Linked DNA regions of Sus scrofa: region 2 is linked to region 1. Evidence: chromatin contacts called from public promoter capture Hi-C data. All regions are on one chromosome and are shown on one strand. Each heading gives the region's core, a stretch centred on a gene start, on an enhancer-like site or on the middle of the called end of the contact. The rest is flanking DNA. Distances are from core to core; before and after follow the strand shown. Region 1 holds the start of HSPA9 (stress-70 protein, mitochondrial). Region 2 holds the start of SLC23A1 (solute carrier family 23 member 1).

What was found. Promoter capture Hi-C pulls out the DNA fragments that hold promoters and counts their contacts.
Region 2: a contact with region 1 is called in a promoter capture Hi-C map of fetal skeletal muscle, with 5 times the contacts expected there. The contact joins the promoter of SLC23A1 here to the promoter of HSPA9 in region 1. A contact is called at or near these places in 2 of 5 promoter capture datasets (fetal liver and fetal skeletal muscle), 2 of 47 Hi-C or Micro-C datasets (embryonic fibroblasts and heart right ventricle) and 1 of 2 datasets of contacts at active chromatin or transcription factors (skeletal muscle).

What each region holds. Positions count from the first base shown.
Region 1 is chr2:140,530,810-140,533,509 of Sscrofa11.1, forward strand. It overlaps HSPA9 (stress-70 protein, mitochondrial), which reads right to left and starts at 1,355. Exons shown (of 17, transcript XM_005661695.3): 1 at 855-1,355. The coding sequence starts at 935. It overlaps LOC110259501 (a long non-coding RNA gene), which reads left to right and starts at 1,362. Exons shown (of 3, transcript XR_002341934.1): 1 at 1,362-1,484.
Region 2 is chr2:141,276,218-141,278,917 of Sscrofa11.1, forward strand. SLC23A1 (solute carrier family 23 member 1) reads right to left here and starts at 1,338. Exons shown (of 16, transcript XM_021084869.1): 1 at 1,217-1,338. MZB1 (marginal zone B- and B1-cell-specific protein) reads right to left here. Exons shown (of 4, transcript XM_003123981.3): 2 at 2,304-2,428; 3 at 1,780-1,890; 4 at 1,324-1,681. The coding sequence ends at 1,525. LOC110259503 (a long non-coding RNA gene) reads left to right here and starts at 704. Exons shown (of 2, transcript XR_002341937.1): 1 at 704-870.

The DNA.
Region 1 (2,700 bases), core at 105-2,604:
AACGCAGTACAAAATACTACTCAATATTACTCAATTTTAGAAGCAGTGTTTTCCCCAAGTCTCACTTAAGTGTGTGTTGCAGATATGTATTTAACTTACTCCGACATTTCCCCTGAGTTCCAAGCAACTAGTTTAAGGCAACGTGAATTAATAATCTTGCCCTCAGTTTAAGGGGAAAAAAAAAATCTGCCAGGCCCCAAATCAGGACCACCTTTACCCAACCTAAGTGAAAACAGACAATTCTTGTTCCACTAAAACGTCTATTTTTGGTCTTACACGATAATAAACAATCACTCCATAGCCTTATCCTGATTTGAGCTTTTCTTCCGAAATAATGGAAAACAGTCCTACGGTAAGGGTTCTGAGAAATTAACTAACCAAATGTCTCTAAGCAAAAATAAATGAGACTGATTTTTAATTTACCGCTTAAGGACTTTTTCTTTCTTCGTTACGTCATAGGAGAGAAGTCCTTGAACGGTCTGTATCTTACAGAGAACAATTATCTTTCTACTTATAGATGGAAACCAAAGCCAAAATAACGATTCCGTCCCAATAAACTACGTCCCTCAACCTCAACACCAAAACTGTCTAATCCATCTCAAAAGTTAAAAAGGCCACAATTCTTTATTCCGTGGAATTAAAAAAAAAAAAAGAGGTGTGACTCAGCAGGACCTGAGACAGGAAGGCAAAATCCTGAAATAAGCTTTGAACGCGCAGCCCTGACTACCGAAAAAGGCCCGTTATTTGTAGTCTCTCCTCATCTTTCCCGGAGGATTCTGACCCCGGAGGCCGCGCCATGCCTCACTGAGTCCCCAGGCCGTGAGCCCGACGGGGAAGGCCCGGCAGTTCCATACCTGGTGGCGAGCGGCAGTGGGGCCCCGGGAGGCTGCAGCACCAACAAGACGGGCTGTTGCGGCTCGGCTGGCACTTATCATGCTGCTAAATGGTAGGAAGAACAAACTGCAAACTACGCGCTCGGAAGGATGAGAGCTGCGCGGCGCGGGGGTGCAGCGCTTCTGGAAACCTCCAACCACGTGGGGTGGGGGGCGGGGGTTGATCACTGCCCCCCGAAAGCCCGCTCTTCCGCTGAGGCGTCTCCTGCGCTGCCTGATCGGAGAATACCTGAACGCCGCTTCCGGAATCAGGGCCTATGGCTAAAACGCTTCGTAGCATGATAGTTAGGGAAGCTGTGTCCTTCCGTGCCGGCTGCGGTAGATCTGGGATCAGCGAGAGACAAGGAGGCTAAGAGAAGGAAAAGGCAGATCGTTGGACAACCCCGGTCCTCGGTGGCAGGAAAGACTCAAGGTCACACGGGATAGATTAGGAACAGATTACAGTCTCCTTGCGTCAGTTGCGTGAGAGGAGGGGTCTGTTGCGCCTGCGCAACTGGCTGCCCTCTAAGGGCCTGGAGCGCATGTGCGGAGGGAGTGGCGGAAAACGGGGGTGGAGTCTGACTTCAGCATTCATAGGATGCTCCAGCTCACGTGAGTTTGGCGGTAGCGTTGCACCGGGAAGCTGGCCAGTACAAACGCCCCGCTCGAGTTGACGTTTTTCGCCTCAGGGACAGCGCCATTTTGTCCCAGGCGTTCAGTGTAACCCTTGGGCTTAAAACCTTTGTTGCCCAACTTTATTCTTTGTCCATCTTTTGGCTGCCGGTTATTATTCCAGTAACTTGAAATACACCTGCATATTGAGTTCTTAGATAAATTCTTGCAGTGTTTTACCGCAGGGACCATGGGTTTTGAACTACTAAATCATTCTTTCATTCACAGAGGTTTGGGACGCATTAGCCGAATTATTGTGTAGACCACTGAGAGAGAAAAAATTCCTAAACTCGGAGTCTTACCCACCCGGCTTTGCTGGGCACCGCTGAGGCGCTGAAATGGAGCAGGGCCCTCATGGGCAGAAAACTCTTTCTTGTTTGTAGGAAATAGGCTTCATTCAGTCTCCTGGGTTCCAAAGGGCAAATTTAAGCCACTGTTGATAATCAGGGAAGGGAGGGGATGCAGAAACATGGGAGGAGCAGTCAAACAATTGGGTATTTCCTGGTGGCCTAGAGGTTTAGGGCTAGGGGTTGTCACTGCTGTGGCTAGGGTTCAAGCCCAGGCACGTAGATGGGGCAGAGAGAGAAACAGTAGTGCAGCCTTAGGGCAGGTTCCTGCTTTCCCAAATTACCTGTGTAAAAGTATCCTTGAATTCTTTAGGAACTAAGCCCCCTCCCCGCTACACTCCAGGTGGAGGATGTTAACTTCAGGCTGAGCAGAAGATTCTAAAAGCACTGTAAATTTTGCCTATTAAAAACTTCTGCCCCGGAGTTCTCTGGTGGCCTAGCAATTAAGGATCTGGTCTTGTCACTGAAGCGGCTCTGACCTTTTGGTTTGTTTTGGACTCACTGTGCCTCAGAGACATGAACTTGTGTCCAGTAACAGCTCCTCAAGCCAATATCTAAACTATGTTGCTCCTGAAAGAAGGTGTGGTCCTGTAACAAGATGTCAATGACCAATCTACTGTGATAATTTTCAATTTTTTTTTTTTTCTTTTTTAAGGGCTGCACTTGTGGCATATGGAAGTTCCCAGGCTAGGGGTCAGATCTGAGCTGTAGCTGCCGGCCTGCACCATGGCCACAGGTAGGCTCCGAGGTGCGTCTGCGACCCACACCACAGCTCATGGCAATGCTGGATCCTTAACCTACTAAGTGAG
Region 2 (2,700 bases), core at 88-2,587, 750 kb after region 1:
CTGGGTCGCTGTGCCCACGGCCAGGCCCTGCCCCGAGAGCTCACAGGTACCACCGCTGTCCAGCCAGGGAGCAGCCTCATGTCACCGCCCTGAGTCGGCCTGGCCGCGCTCTCGGGTCCGTCCCTCTGACCGCCGCCGTCCTCTCCTCCACCTTCTGGGCTCCTGCTTCCAGCTTCCCCAAGTCGTCTGACCAGTTCGAAGCCGCTGCTCCTCAGCACATTCCTCCTCCCTCCCGGCCCCTCCCCAGCACTTCCCCGGGGACTGGGGGGACAGCCCCACCCCTCGCACACCGTGTCCATGCAGAGACACGGACCCCGCGCAGAGCCAAGGCCAGGAAGTGCCACGTGGCCCAGAAACACAGGCACCCAAAGGACCCACAGCGCCCAGACTCTGAGGCCGGGGCCAAGCCACTCCACGCGAACACGGGGCCACACCGCGGGCTCCCAGCCGCGTCCCTGCTCCTGTGCTCGGCTTGTGAGTTCTCCCCTGGCGTGAGGGCTGCGAGCAGGAGGAGCCTCTGGCAGATGGGGAGCAGCTGAGGGATGTAGAGGCTGGGCTGGTGGTCAGGGCCCCCCGGGCAGAGCCTCTGGCCTCCAGCCCTGACCCACCCCACCCCCCAAACTAGACCCCCCTCCCAGCCCGGCCACGTGAGTCTGCCTGGGACTCCGGCCGGAGCCTCTTTGTTGTCTGAGCCTTGGTTTCTGCATTTGTCAACTGGGGATTGAGTGTCTGCTCTACCTCTCAGGGCTTCAGCCCATCAGAGCCTCATAGAGGAAACTATGGGCGGTAGTGCCACCTGAACTCAGGCACCCAGACCCAGGAAGGCCCCGGGCGCAGAGCCCGTCTCTGTTGCTACGGAAAGGGCCTCAGGTGTGAAGGATGTTGGGGGGAGAGCAGGGCACAGAGCCCAGAGCTGAAGCCAGCCTGTTCCAGGGAACCTGCAGGCACCTAGGGCCCAACCATGCCAGCTGGGGTTGGAGCAGAATCTAGAAAGTGAGTGGCCCATGGGTGTAGGCCCAGGGAGACCAGGGTTCCGGGCGGGGCACCGGGCACACGGCAGCGGTGGCAGTAGGCGTCCACCGGCGGCCCGCTTGCAGAGTTGGCTTTGCCTCTCTTTTCTCCCATGATGGAGCTGGAGTTTCAACCATTCAGATAACTGGTTCCCTATGCCTTTGACAGGTCCCTCTGATTCCCAACCGTAGCAGATCTCACTTACCTCCGGGAAGCCCTGCGGACGTGTCCCTGGCCCTTTCGGAGGGACGTCAGCAGAAACGGCAATGCTATCTTCCCAGCCCCCCCAAGCACCTTTTGCAGACAGGAGGGTCCGAGGTCACCAGGTTTTATTTGAGTCCAGGGGGCAGACCTTGGCCCCCACCCGGGCCCCAGGGCCCCCAAGCGGGCGTGGGGACAGAGAGTGTCAGCACAGACGACAGCCTTCCAGGCAGCTTGCAGAACGTAGGGGGGCAGGTCCGGAGGAAGCCCGGCGCTCCTCGGGGCCGACCAGGAAGGACAGGAGGAGCGGGTCTAGAGCTCTGCCCGTGGGCGGGGGGTCTCCTCGGAGCAGGCCCCTCGGGGGCCCCCACACAGCAACGCCTCCAGAGCCTCCGCACCTTGTCGGTGGGCTTCATAGATCTGGTCTTCTCCAAACTCCCCCACGTAGTGCCAGCAGGTCGTGGCGAGCCTAGGGCCGCCCGGCAGGAGCATCAGACGCTGCCCAGCCCACAGCGGGGCTGATCCAGGCCGCCCGGGCTCCACCCACCCCAGCCCTCCGGCCATCACCTGCCGGGCCACAGGCCCCCCGTGATCATCACGCTGATGCTCGGCTCCCGCCCCTTGCTAAGTCCTGGGCCTACGAGTCGTTTCACCTGGTCCACTTCTCGAACGCCGTAGCTGGAGGCAGGGGGAGGGGAGGAGAGGGGAGGAGAGGGGAGGAGAGGGGAGGGGAGGGGAGGAAGACAGCACAGAGTGGAGCCCGGCCAACAAGGGACCGTCCCCACAGGAAGCTGCACACACCGGGGCGTCTACCGAGTTTCGTGCCCAGATTCTGATCCTCCTTGATGGAAGACGGAGGACCAGAAAGCAGAAGTCCCTAGCCCAAAGTCCCAGAGCAACCATGTCCCCTGGCCGCTACCCTTCTACAGAGCTCAGACTCTGTCCTGGCCAGTCCCCCGCCTCGGGCTGGAGCCCTAGTAGAGTGTGGGCGGTGTGTGGGTAAGAGGGTGAACCACCCCCGCCCCCCCGCCCCATCAGCCTGGCCCCTGGAGGAGGAAGGGAGGGAGGGAGGGGCCGGGTTTTCAACTCACTCCTGCCAGGTCTGGGAACAGCTCTGATCCAGAACATCTGTGTATACGGACTCACTCAGCCTGTGATGGCCCTCGGAGTCCAGGGTGTGAAGCTTGGCCTCTGCCTTTGTCAGATGTTGCTGCATCTGGAACAGAGGCGTTGAGAACCAGGGCTTGAGAAGGTCTCGGGGACCGGGGATGGAGAAGGGAGGGAGGGCAGGAAGCTGGGTCTTTGAAGAAGAAGGAGGCAGTGCAGCCTTTTGGACAGGAAGCACCTGTGAGCAGACGAGCTCCACTGCCCAGGGAGGGGCGGAGGAGGTGGGAGGTCAGGCCTGCGCACTGGGCTCCCCCCCAGGGTACACCTGCCCATCAGCGTATGCTATTTTAAAGCACAAGAACAAGGAAAAAAACCGCCCAG